Linked DNA regions of Pan troglodytes: region 1 is linked to region 2. A link is a contact called in public capture Hi-C data. All regions are on one chromosome and are shown on one strand. Each heading gives the region's core, a stretch centred on a gene start, on an enhancer-like site or on the middle of the called end of the contact. The rest is flanking DNA. Distances are from core to core; before and after follow the strand shown. Region 1 overlaps WNT4 (Wnt family member 4). Region 2 has its middle 39 kb from the start of ZBTB40.

The links. Capture Hi-C pulls out chosen DNA fragments and counts their contacts.
Region 1: a capture Hi-C map of stem cell-derived neural stem cells shows a contact between it and region 2, with 12 times the contacts expected there. The contact joins two enhancer-like sites. A contact is called at or near these places in 4 of 7 Hi-C or Micro-C datasets (blood, induced pluripotent stem cells and stem cell-derived neural progenitor cells), 1 of 1 datasets of contacts at active chromatin or transcription factors (stem cell-derived excitatory neurons) and 1 of 1 other capture datasets (stem cell-derived neural stem cells).

The regions. Positions count from the first base shown.
Region 1 is chr1:208,883,191-208,890,022 of NHGRI_mPanTro3-v2.0_pri, forward strand. It overlaps WNT4 (Wnt family member 4), which reads left to right. Exons shown (of 5, transcript XM_524597.8): 2 at 6,528-6,763. Among named protein-coding and RNA genes, the nearest start is that of WNT4, 10 kb to the left of the region's middle. Within about 2 kb of position 2,586, at least 2 of the 24 cell types and tissues checked have an H3K27ac peak or open chromatin away from gene starts, as enhancers often do. A contact at or near this core is called in stem cell-derived neural stem cells, where this site is marked.
Region 2 is chr1:208,603,999-208,610,859 of NHGRI_mPanTro3-v2.0_pri, forward strand. No RefSeq gene overlaps it. Among named protein-coding and RNA genes, the nearest start is that of ZBTB40, 39 kb to the left of the region's middle. Within about 2 kb of position 1,938, at least 1 of the 24 cell types and tissues checked has an H3K27ac peak or open chromatin away from gene starts, as enhancers often do. A contact at or near this core is called in stem cell-derived neural stem cells, where this site is marked.

The DNA.
Region 1 (6,832 bases), core at 1,336-3,835, 280 kb after region 2:
GGGAGGACAGTTCAATGGGTCAGTGGCCACAGGACATGAAAGGTTGTGGGGACACAGGTCGGATGCGTCTAGCAAAGGAAGAGCTCTCTGCTGGCAAATCGGGGGACAAGGTGAGGTCAGGCCAGCCTTAAATTTGATACCCACTCCCCCCAACAACACACCTGCCTCAGGGAGAGAAGGCAAGTTCTCACCTGGCAGAGCTCTGGGGCCATCCAGGCTCAGGTCCAAGGGGCTACTTTGTGGCCCTGAGGCAGCCACCAGCTCGCTGGGAATACATACAGTGAGATGGGAAATGGGGTTGGGGGCTCCCAAACAGGAAGTGGGGGACACAGAGCCCTCAGGAGTGAAATGTAGGGGGCTAGGGTACCAGGATACTGGAAGTAATGAGAATTGGGAAACCAAGAGTCAGAAAATGAGGGCACTGAGGCTTCCAAGGATAGGAGATGGGAGCGAGGGGTCCCAGGAGACAGGAAAGAGGGAAAGGGGCCCAAAGGTGCAGAGTGGTGTGCACTGGCGGTGGAGGCCTGGGTTCCAGGGGAGGCCGTTCTCTCTCTCTGCCTGAGGAAATGCACCTGAGGCCAAGAGGACTTGGCCTGGGCCTTGAGAGACCTAGGACCATGCTAAGGCTGAGGGGTGAAGGCAGCACCCACTGCCCTGCAAACCACCATGAGTGTCTCCAAAGCCTGCCCCTCCAGGGGTTTTGGACCAGTGGCAGCAACCCTTCCATGGCCCCAACAGCTACAGAGACCACAGGCTTCCACACTGTCCAGGCAGTCCCATAACCACCCAGACATCTGTCCCCAGCACCCCTTACTCCTGAACACAGCCCAGACACCTCACTGTAGTTCAGAAAAGACATGGGGCTCTAGAAAGACCCATCAAGGGAAGAATCAGGCCTCCTCCCTCAGGTCACTGTCTGTTGACTGCCAAACTTCATGCCTCAGTACCCTGGGTCATCTTTGGCTTAGGAGCCAGAGTGACCTGTTTTCAAATCCTGACCTTCCACTGCAGGCTGCATGGGCTCAAACACATGCTTCTCTGAGCTTCATTTTCCTCATCTGCGAAACAGAGGGGAAGACACCTGCCTAGCCAGCCCTGTGCTGTTGCACTAAGGACATACTGAAGCACATGACTATTGATTGCAGAGTATAAGTGAAGGTCCCATGCATCCACTCTGTGATGCCCACAAATGGTTTCCAAGTCCCCTTGACACTCCTGAGCTTGTCCTGTACACCACTGTCCCTGCCCTCACCCCAGTGTCCCAGCTCTTGATGTCCTAGCAGCACCATCCCCTCCACCCATCTCTCACACTCCCCAGCCTCACAGGGTCTGACTGACAGTCGCCAGGAAACACATCGTCAAACTCTGCAGACTTCATCTGGAGACTCTGTCAAAAGCCTGCCATTGGGATGGCTGCTGAGGTCATCCACTGTACCCCGGGGGAGCGTGTCCCACCTCTCAGGCATGATCAGCTGAAAAAAAGACCGGGAACCCAGGACTAAGAGGGCCAAGAGACCCAAGCAAAAAAACACACACACAAATGAGCAGAAGTCAGCATGGGTCTGGTCTGGGGTGCAGCAGAGGGGTGGCCAGAGGAACTGGGAGAGGCTGTGGGAGGGGTGGTGACGGCACCGATGACAGTGAGCATCTTGAAGGTGCTGCTAGGACAATGCTGCAGCAGGGACGAGCATCTCCTGCACACACATTTCATTCATTTAGGCCTCCTGCGTGCAGGAATTCCAGTCTCCCCACTTTACAGATGAACATGCTGAGGCTCAGAGGTGTTCACTAACTTGCTTCAAGCAACACAAGGATGACATTTGGACCCAGGAGTCCCTGGTCCATGTCCTTTCTGCACTGCCTGCCATGCCAAAAGACAAGGGTCTCCAAGGCTAGGGCACCATCAGGGGGAGCACAGCAGGATACCAAGACTGTGGTTATAGAAACATTCAAAGATGTAAAAGTGAGTGGGGGGTATGGTTAGGATCTTGGGAAACCAGGTACCATCCCCCTAAGAACACAGTCCTGGATGGGGACTGTGGTCACTTTCGCCCCCACTGGCCCGCATCCCCCAAGGCAGCTCTGTTCAGCAGCCACTCCGTTTTCTTCCGGCTCCCCCTCCCACCCACTTGGCCTCCTTCCTCCCTGGTATCGCAGGCACGACCGCTCCTGAGGAGGCTCTAAATGTGGCCCAGGCAGGCAGGGAGGCCAAAGGGAGGGGGCAGAGAGGCCTGCACTGGCGTCCCAGCCCCCACCTGGACACCCGCAGGGCTGGGACCCACGACACTGATCTGCTTGGCCTCCCAAATGCTCCAGCTATTTCCCGTCCCCTCTCCTCTTGACTCACAGCGTAAGAGCCGGGAGGAGTCGCAGAGGTGCAGATTTTCCTCTAGGAATTTGTATATTTTTTTAAAAAAGCAAGCAAACCTGGAAAAGCTTGGGACAAGCCCAGCTAATTTTAGTTTCTAATGAAAACAGCAGGTGGCTGAGAGGATCTGATCTCCCTGGCAGGGCAAGGGCCCTCCAGCCTCGCAGGCTGTAGGCACGGGCCGGGCTCGGGGAGGGCCTCCTGGGAGGAGCCTGCAGGACCTGCAGCCCTCGTTGGAGAAGATCAGGGCATGAGCTGGCTGGTAGCAGCAGCAGGGGCGGTCTGGGCTGGTGGGGTAACCTGATCAACGGCATGGCCATGGCGAGAGTCCTGGGTGGCCAGGGCAGCAGGTGGCAAATTGCTAAGCCTGTACTCCGTGGTGGCAGGAAGGAGCCTAAATTGGGGCAATGCAGCCACGACAGGAGAAGCCTCAGGGATGGCCAAGGCCCTGCACAGCCTGGCCCGGCCCACCCATCACGCCCTGGCTCTCTGTCACCCCTAGAAAGGGCTGGTGCCCTTTTTGAGCCTGGTCCAGCTCCAGGGTCAGCGGACGGCACACGTGTCTCTGGGGTTGAGCCACCCTAGGGCACTGGGAATCCTAAGGTGTCCAGTACTAATCAGGCCTCGCCCTGATGGGTCTCCAGGCTCTCAGCAGATCAAAAGACCACAGCAGCCCCCACATTCCTCCCTCATCCTTATCTTCCCCATCCTGAGCACTCTGCCAGGAGGGAAGCAGAGGGAACCCTGTCAGGACAGAGCCCTCCATCCTGCTGCAGGCATTTATTAAACACCTTCTGTGCACTGTGCCCTGTGTGAGGCACCAAGGGCAGTGTTAGCCCCCCTCAGCAGGTAAATGGGGCATATCCACAGCCAGGTACAGAGGAAAGAGAGTTGAGAGTTAGGGCTGGGTTTGCACTGCAGCTCGCCGCTCTAGCTGTGGGACTTTAAGCAAGTTGCTTTATCTCCGTAGCCTCAGTTTGTTCATCTGTGAAATGGTGCCAAATGCTAGTTGGATACTGAAACGGGCAAGCAGAAACATTGTGGATGAGGGCCTGTAATGCCTGGGGTTCTCACTCTCTAGAGCTGGTGCCCGGTTCCATTTCCAGCCCTGGCACCCAGCCCTGCCCGGGCGAGACCCTGGGGTCTGGGGGAACAGGGGTGGGGATGGGGCTGGGCCTCGTGTGTACGGAAGGGGACAGCTGCTGTGCCAGATGAAGGCAGGGGCTGGGGGTGGGCACTGGTGCCAACGGAAGAGGTTGCTCAGCTCCTTCCTGGAAGCTGGCCCAGTGACTCACGGCCACGGCAGCCCAGCAGCTCACCCTAAGCCCCTGCGACTGTCATTCAGCCAGTCTCCCCTTGCTGCGTTCTGAGCCTGGGTGGGGGGATGCAGGTGGCTCCCCTGGTCCATCTTACTACTGATTCAATGGCAGAGACACATCTATCAGCCTGGCATGGGGCCAGCAGGCCCCTGAGGCCCGGCCACTCCCCACCCTGCCAGTAGAAGGAGGCCCACCAACTCCGACAGTGGGAAAGGCCATATGGACCCACCAGTTTACTGTACCCATGAGGAGACAGGCTCCAAGTATGGCAGGGACTTGCCCAAGGTCATGGTGGGTCAGAGGCTGCCCCCCCTGCCCAGAGAACCCCTGCCCTTGGGTGCCTCCCTTGACCAGAGCCCAGGGCCCAGCACAGCCAGATGCAGCCTTCTTGGCTGCATGCTGTGGGAGCAGAGACTGAGTTGGGGATGGGCCAGCTCTGTGCCCCCACATCATAGAGCAAACAGGGCCCCCACCCTTCTCCAAGACGCCAAGCCTCGGTCTGAGCAGGAAAGGATCCAACGTCAGGCTCAATTCCTTGTCCCCCCACCGAGGGACACCTGTGGCCTGAACGTGGACCTGGCCCACCGCCAGTAGCCGGGCTCTTGGCGCCCCCTGCAGGCCAAGAGCAACAGGTGGGACTAGCTCCACAGGCGACCCCTTGGCTGGGCACAGGCAGGAAGAGCACCCAGGCAGGGCTGAGAAGACGGGTGGGCCCCTCCCCTTTCAAATGCAGCCTCTGCTGCCTCTCAGCCCCCTTCCTGCCCTTGTCTTCCCTCCAAGGGGCTCCGAGCTCCTGCCTGGGCCTTGTCAGGACACCACCAGTCTGTGCATCCCCTGGGAACCACCTGGTAGATAGGAAGGAGGGGCGGGGAGGCCCCTGGGAGACCAGGAATGCAGGGGGTGGGGAGGGGAGGTTGGCCTTCTTCGGCCTGAGACCATCTACTTTGCACTTGCCCCATGCTGTGCACTTGCCCCCACAATTACCTGGCACCTAGGATGTGCCCAGCTGACAGCCAGGTGCATCACACAGCAAATCACGGGCATTCCTCTTGCCAGCCCTCTGGGTGAGAACCGTTATCTCCATTTACAGATAAGGAAAGCCAGGCTCAGGCTCCACAGCCACGGGGAAAAGGAAACATCCTGGGGATCAATGCCACAGTGAGGAGGACAGTGGCATCCCTGAGTCAGAGCTCCCTATGGCTGAGAAGGAAACATCACCCATACTTATGCAGACTGCTCTCCAGGCCAGTGCCCACCTAGCCTCCCAGGTGCACCTAAGGCACATTAAATTAACCTCAGAGGCCCACCAACCCCCACTGGGACTGGGGCCCAGGCACCTCCACTTTCAACAAACCCTGCACACGTTTCGATGCACAGCCAGATTCAAGAACCGTCACTTGGTCCAACCCACATACCTGACAAATAAAATTTAGCTGCCGCCTGCAAACCTCCAGGGATGGGGAGACAGCTCCCCAGCTGCACCCTGGCTTGCATCTTTGGGTTGAACAAACCCAGCTCCCAGCAGCTTCTGGCCACAGTGTCAATTCTAGTCTTTGAGCCACACAGAGAATACTGTCTCTGCCCAAGGCTGTGAAGCCAGGCAAATGCCAGGTTCAAGTCCTGCTCAACCTCACTGGCTGTGTAGCCCTGCACATGAGGTAAATTACTTAAAATGTCTGTGCCTCAGTTTCCTCCTCTTTTAAATGGCAGCTGGTTGGCTTTCTGAGAGGATTAAACGCAATAATGTAAAGTACTTAGCCCAGTCCCAAGTTCCATAGAAGTTTGATGGAACTTCCATAAGTTTCTTCTTATCATCAGAAAGAATTCCCATAAGTAGGACTTTCTGTGTGCTTTTCTATTTGGTCACCATTCATTCATTCCCTCATTCAGCAAACAAATGGCGACTTCCTGCCTCATTGCCTCGGGCCAGTGTCAGGCCATCTCTCACACAGATCCCTCTTGCTCCAGGTAGCAGTTCCTCCACTCAGACAGAACCGGTGGTCCCTTCTCTTACTACAGATGAGGAAACTGAGGCCCAAAGAGCAGTTACCTTCCCTTTATCCTTCTTCAACAAGAAATTTGTGCAGCTTCCTTTATAAGATGCAACAGCTTCTTCACAGCCAACCCCTAGAAAATCCCCAACCCTTGGGAGACTCAGTGTGCTGGGCAAGCCCCTGGGGGAGGGAGAGCATGCTGCACTTGGCTTTTGAAGCGTCCACACAGCCCACTCTCGCCACCACCACCCATAACCTGACCATCCCTAGACCTCTAGCCCATCACTGCCCTCATTGTCCCACCTCTAAAGGGTGGCAGCAATGACACTGGTCTCCATCTGGTGGTCCTAGGATGTGGCTGGCAGTGAGGATCTTGGTCTTGTGGCCAGAAGGTCAGCCAAGGATCACTGGGGTTCCTGCCTAGGACAGGGAAAGAGAGACCCTGGGCAGACAGCTGCTCCAGCCTCCTAGCTAGAAGGCATCTCGGCAGGGAACAGTGGGATCCCATAGCCAGGTCTGGGGTGACGTCCTGGCACAGACAGTGGCACGGGGGCTGCCAGGGCAGGGAGGGATCCCGTAGGGGCTCGATGAGCTTCCCTCCCACTGCTGCCACCTGCTTTGCTGAACTTGAGATAGAGGCTTTTTGCAGAAGACAGCATTTCCACTCCCTTGGTGCCCCTAGAGCCGGGCAAGAGGGCCTGTAACTGGATCCAGAGAGAAGTCAGCAGCCAGGCCCAGTCACTGGGACGAGTCAGTTCCCAGAGACCCGGGCTGGAGCTCAGGCCTGGTCCGGGACCGGGAAAGATGAGGAGGTGGGCTCTGCATCACGTGTCACCCTCTCCCCAGGTACCTGGCCAAGCTGTCGTCGGTGGGGAGCATCTCAGAGGAGGAGACGTGCGAGAAACTCAAGGGCCTGATCCAGAGGCAGGTGCAGATGTGCAAGCGGAACCTGGAAGTCATGGACTCGGTGCGCCGCGGTGCCCAGCTGGCCATTGAGGAGTGCCAGTACCAGTTCCGGAACCGGCGCTGGAACTGCTCCACACTCGACTCCTTGCCCGTCTTCGGCAAGGTGGTGACGCAAGGTGAGGGAAGGGCGTGTGGGGCTGCAGGGGAGCCTGCGGTGCCAGGGCATGGGCCCGGCAGGAAATGAG
Region 2 (6,861 bases), core at 688-3,187:
GTATCTGGGATTACAGGTGCACACCACCACACCCAGCTAATTTTTGTATTTTTAGTAGAGATGGGGTTTCACCATGTTGGCCAGGCTGGTCTCAAACTCCTAAACTCAAATGATCCACCTGCCTAGGCCTCAAAAAGTGCTGGAATTACAGGCATGAGCTATCTCACCTGGCTAATTTTTATATCGTTAGTAGAGACAGGGTTTCGCCATGTTGAACAGGCTGGTCTCAAACTCCTGACCCCAAATGATCTGCCCGCCTCCGCTTCCCAAAGTGCTGGGATTACAGGCATGAGCCACCATGCCTGATCCACCAGAGTAGGTCTTGATGGTTATCACCCTTGAAGAATCATCCAGTAACCCAAGGAGAAGACCATTTGGCTAGGGCCCCGTATGACCTTCAAACTGGGATAGGCACTGAACTGTTCCTTACGTTCTCACAACAGCCCCAAGAGGTATGAATTATTATCATCTCCATTTCATAGCTGGGAAAACCCAGGCTCAGAGAGGCGCCATAGCTCCCCCTGGGTCACCCAGGCCACTGGGTGGCCTTACCGGAATTCAGACCCAGGTCTGTTTGGCTCCATAGACTTGCTTAAACTACTGGACTGTCCCGCACTGGCCCATGCCAAGTCAGGAAAGGGTTTGATGTGACCTACTAAAGTCCCTCGGGCTGAGGTTTCAGATGAGTGTCCTATATTTAGTCCTTTGGAGGTGTGGACCTGTATGTCTTTGGTATGGATCCACATTTCAGTGGGGTCAGTAACTCCCTGGATTGGTTTTGCCATTTTTTTTTCTCCCCTTGGACTTATACGCATGATTCTTCCCCCTCCCTGGGAAGCAGAGCTGGCCCTGTGACATAGGTGGCTTTACCTGCAACTTGACCTCTTTACCTCTTTTTTTTTTTTTTGAGATGGAGTCTCACTCTGTTGCCCAGGCTGGAGTGCAGTGGTGCAATCTCGGCTCACTGCAACCTCTGCCTCCTAGGTTCAAGTGATTCTCCTGCCTCAGCCTTCCCAGTAGCTGGGACTACAGGCACGCACCACCACACCTGGCTAATTTTTGTGTTTTTAGTAGAGATGGGGTTTCACCATGTTGGCCAGGCTGGTCTCGAACTCCTGACCTCTCTCAGGCGATCTGGCCGCCTTGGCCTCCTAAATTGCTAGGATTACAGGCATGAGCCACAGCACCCGGCAACCTTCTCATATGAGTGGCAGATGGGTGGAAGAGGCTGGACTTATGTCCATTCACAGGCTCCCCACCCTGGTCAGGGTGCAGGGTATTTGCTGTGCTGGAGGACATACCTCCATGTTAAAATGCCCAGTTGAAGCCTTGTAGCTTTTTTCACTTCTTATTTTCTATCTTGATGAAAGATTGTGCCGTCGGCAGGGTTGTAGTTAAGTCGAAGTGTGGCTTTGTTTTCACAATTTCTGTTCACTTTCCTCCCACTCTTAGGCAGCTTGAGAAGGGTGGAGGGGTGGGGAAGGAGAGTGACAGTGGGTGCTGGAATCTCCCAGCCTGGGGGGGTTCTTGAAGTTCCACAGTCATGGAATTGTGGCGCTGGAAGTGACCCTCCCAGGGCACAGAGGAGGCAACTGAGGCCAAGGGAGAGGACCCAGACCCTCCCAAGGTCGCCCAGCTAGTTAACGACAGGCTGGGACCAGAATCTGCCTTTCTGCTGGTCCCACGCCAACACATTTGCTAAGTCACCCAAAGCCTGGAGTGTGGTTAGTTTAGAAAACTCAGACAAGGAGCCAGGGGATGGGACAGTGGAGCGGGGACAGGGAGGTGCTGACCTTGTGCTTTGAAAGCGCTAGTGGGGAGTTGCTTGTCTTCATCTGACGTCAGCCCCTGGACAAATAATGGCCACAGAAAGCAAATATTATGAGAGTCCTTGTGTAAACACGGAGCTGGTGTTTCAGTGTCAGAAATGGGCCGAGGACTCCAGGCTCTATCAGACCAGCTCCCCAGCGCTGCCTCTCAGCAAATGTACCTCTCCCTGCTGGGGAAGAAGGACCTCCAACAAAGATGGGGGGCAGAGTCCCCCTAAGAGGCCACAGTGGGGCAGAAAGGGAGAAGCTAGGAGGGTTCTGGGAGAACTGAGAAGATGCAGCATACCCAGGGACTAAATTAGTTTAGGGATGCAGGAAGAAAAACCTGTCAATTACCAGGCACCCATCCTGTGTCAGGCCTGACTGAGCCCTTTATAGACATTGTCTCATTTAATCTTCCCAGGAGCTCTAAGGGATAGGCATTGTTGTCCACATTTTGTAGATAAGTACATTGAGGCTCAGAGAGGTTAAGCAACTTGTCTGCAGTCACACAGGTGGGAAGTGATACAACAGGGATTTGATCTCAAGTCTGTCTGATTCCACTACCCTGGTGTGTTTTGCAGTCTGGACCAAGGGCCTTTCTTCATCAGAGTCACCAGGAAACCTTGTCAAAGAGGAGATACCCAGGCCTTGCAGCAGCCTTTGGGGAGGGACTGAGAGTGAGCATCTCCCAGGGAAGAGGAAGGAGGAAGGCTGCTAACACCTGGGAATAATTGCTCAATAGCAGGAGCAGCTAAATTTTTCCTTAAAGGGCTAGATAGTAAATATTTTAGACTCTGCAGACCTTTAGTCTCTGTTGCAACTATTTGGCTCTGTTACCATTGTGTGAAAGCAGCCACAGACAATACGTATGTGGATGAGGGTGGATGCATTCCAACAAAACTTTATTTACAAAGTGGCATGCTGGATTTGTCCCTGGTAGTTTGCTGCCCCTTGTCTATAGCATGCAAAGTGCCCCCATAGCCTGTCTCTCTGGTTGTCTTCCCAGCAGCCCTGTGAGGAGGGTATGATTTTCTCCGTTCTACAGATGAGGAGATGGAGGCCCGGGGAGGTTAGACATCCAGGGTCCCACAGAAAGTGGATGTCAGAGCTGGGAGTAGAATTAGACCTCCTGATCCCAGTTCAGTGTGCTGGAAAGTATGAGCCTGGTAAGAAGGTCTGGGCCAGGGAGATTGCTATTAAGTAATGAAAGCAGCCACCACTCACTGGGTACTTGCCATGTGCTGGGCACTGAGTCATGACCTCACATAAGCTGCTACCCAGATGTTGAATGTCATTGTCTCTGTCACATGGGGTGGTCACAGCCTCCCTGGGAGGTAGGAAGGCATCTGCAGCATGTCAAAACCAGCTTATCTCGGGTGCCCCAATACACCTGACATGTTACAGCTGCACCACGGGAAGGTGGAAGCTGCTGACAAGATGTATTTGCCTTTCCATTCGTGAGAACGTATGCATTCTCTCTCTCTCTGTCTCTTTTTTTCTCTCTCTCTTTTTGTCCCTCATTCAAAGACACACACACACACACACACACACACACACCCCAGTCTCAAACAAACATCAAATAGACATGTGGTCACTTCAGTGACCTTCTTGTCCTAGGTAGGAGAATACAAAATACAAGGCCTGGAAATGACTCGTCTGGTTTACATGACATGTCCCTGCTGAGATCAGGAACCGGGAAACTGCCTGGTATGGGGAAAAGAATGCTGGACTTCCAGTTGGCCTGGATTCCATACCACACAGCCTGACCCTGATCTGCCGGGTGACTTTAGGTGTCACTCTCCTCATTTCTAAAAAGGATGTCACTTTCCTAATTCACAAATTGGATGGGAAGTAGGTTTGTTCATTTGTTCAAGGCATTCATTCATTCATCCATTCACTTCCAACTATGTAGTAAGCACCTTCAGTGTGCTAAACACAGCTAGATCATTTGATTTGAAACTCTAAAGATTTAAGATGTGATCCTTCCTACGCCTGATTAAGAGTTAGTACTTAAATGATAGGTCTTTTGACTCAAGGATGCCTTGTGCTAGGATTTCCCTCTAGGTAAAAAATTTATCTTTCTCCCATGCATAAAGTGGGCCTTGGCAGGCCAGGTGCGATGGCTAATGCCTGTAATCCCAGCTCTTTGGGATGCTGAGGTGGGAGGATCACTTGAGTCCAGGAGTTTGAGTCCAGCCTGGTCAACATGGTGAGACCCTATCTCTACAAACAAACAAACAAACAAACAAAAAAAAAAATTAGCCAGGCATGGTGGTGAATGTCTGTGGTCTCAGCTACATGGTAGGCTGAGGCAGGAGGATTGCTTGAACCCAGGGCGTAGAGGCTGCAGTGAGCCGTGTTTGCACCACTGCACTCCAGCCTAGGTGACAGAGCAAGACACTGTCTCAGAACAAACAAACAAAGTGGGCCTTGGCAAGAATATATTGCCAGCTCTGTGTGCCAGTTTATTCATCCAATCTTCCATCTATCCATTCTGTCCATCCATCCACCCACCCACCCATTCAGCCACCCATCCATCCATTCATCCACCCATCCATCCATTCATCCATCTATCCATCCATCCATCCATCCATCCATCCATCCATCCATCCATCCATTTTTCCACATGAACCCTTGCATCCCTCCATGCAATCATCCATCTATTCAATCCATCCATTTATCCATCCACGTATTTATTAATCACTTCTATGTGCCTGGCTCAACTCTGTCCACTGACTCCAACCTCCAAGAAGGCCCTATGCCCATAGTCAGCTTGAGTTTGAGGCAGAGGTGATGGAAAGCTCAGAGTCTAGGTAGCAATAATTTCCGATTCTCAGAATCCAGGAACTCTCTGAAATGCCTTCAGGCACTTTGAGAGTAAGCGGAGCCAGAGACAGATCCATTCAGGCTGCACACACCTCCCCTGTTTAGATGCAGCCCTTCCTCTTGGTTCTGCTCTAGCCTCTCCCTCTGTGAGAACACCTGAAGCCCCGGCCCTGGCCCTGTGTCAACTAAAAAGAATCCTACATGAATGGGTAAACAAACTGTGGCATATCCATGCAACAAAATAGTATACAGCTGTGAAAAGTAATGAGGCACTGACACGTGCCTCAACATGGCTGAACCTTGCAAACACTATGCTAAGTGAAAAAATCCAGACACAAAAGACCACGCATTGCATGATTCCATTTGTCAAAACAGGCAAATCCATAGAGACAGAAAGGAGATTAGTGGTTGCCAGGGGCTGAGGGGAGGAAAGAATGAGGGATGATTGCTAAAGGATACAGGATTCTTTTGGAGATGATGAAATGTTCTGGAATTAGTAGTGATGGTTGCACAACGTTGTGAATAGAAATCACTGGATTGTATACTTTAAAAGGGTGAACTGTATGGAATATAAATTATTTTGGAAAGATTTTAAAGTTATTAAAAACATTAAAAATTGAAAAAATAATATTTCCTTGTGTTGTTATTATTATTATTATTTGAGATAGGGTATCACTCTGTCACCAAGGCTAGAGTGCTGTGGTGCAATCATGGCTCATTGCAGCCTCAACCTCCTATGCTCAGGTGACCCTCCCGCCTCAGCCTCCTGAGTAGCTGGGACTCCAGGACTACACCGCCGCACCCAGCTAGTTTTCTGTATTTTTTGAAGATGAGGCTTCACCATGTTGCCCAGTCTGGTCTCAAACTCCTGGCTCAAGTGATCCTCCTGCCTCAGCCTCCCAAAGTGCTGGGATTATAGTTGTGGGCCATTGCACCTGGCCTATGTGTTATTAAATATGCACCTCCCAGCCTTCTGGTGACAGAGTCAGGGAAAGTAGCACTGATGCTGTTTCCCAGTGGAGAAACTGGAATCTCGGAGGGGAGGGAGGGGCTGTCAGGCTGGCATTGCTAATTAGTGGCGGAGATGGGACAAGAAGCAGGGCCAGACTCTTGGTCCAGTGCTCTTTCCCTCATGTCAGGCTGCCTGATGAGCAGATGGCACTTCCTGAGCCAATCTCCAGCTCCGTCCATATCTGCCACCTTTAGTCCAGGGACCACTGCAGGCACAGCTCGCACTGGAGGAGGCTGTCACAACAGCTAATGGCTGCCATTTGAGGAGTGATGCCCAGTGCCAGGCACAGGGGCATCAGTGAGTGTGGTCTTATTTCATTTTCAAAGACCTCTGTCATGGACCTTGTTGAGAGTGCCAAACCCCTACTGTATGAGCACCCTGTTCTTTCCTGGGGCATCCTTAGTGAACATAGACTGGTGGGAGGTCATGGTACCCCAACCCTGGAGACCAAAGAAATGGGCAGGAGATAAGCATAGAACTTCGATTGGGCCTTGAACATTGAGCAAGTGATGCAGAGGCTCAGGGGCCTCTGCAGTCCTGGCCATCACTGTGGCTGTGGCAGCCTGCACCCTGGGCTGCTCCCGCTTGCTCTAGAGTCTGCTGCCTTGATTGATGAATCATTCTTTGGCCTATTCTTCCATCACTCCTTGCATTCTATCTACTTTCTAGGCCTGGTCTTCCAGTTTCTTATAGGTTCTGTGAGCTCCTGATATCCTTTCATTAAATTCCCTTTTGCACTTGTCAGAGACAGTCAGTTTCTGTTGCTTGCAACTGTTCACTCTGACCAATGCATCCCTATGAGATAGGAGATACTCTTACTTGGCCCATTTTACAGATGAGGAAATTGAGGCTCAGAAAGGTGAAGTGACTTGCTCAGGGCCCCCCAGATTACGAGTGACAAAGCCAAGATGTAAACCCAGGTCTGTCTGACTTCCAGAGACTGATCTCTCAACCTCTACTGAGAAACAAGAGCCAGCAAACCTTTCCTGTGTGTTTCCTATAAGCCAGACCTTGAGCCGGACAAATCCTCTCAACCGCTCTATTAAGGAGGAATTGTCCCACTTTTAGAGGTGTGGAAAATGAGGCTCAAGGAGACGATGTAACTGATTTATAGGTACCAGAGCTGAGATTAAAACTGAGGTTCATCTGGCTCCGAATCCCCACACTTTTATACAGAGGTAGGAACCAGGACCTGATGGTGGGTCTCCCTTC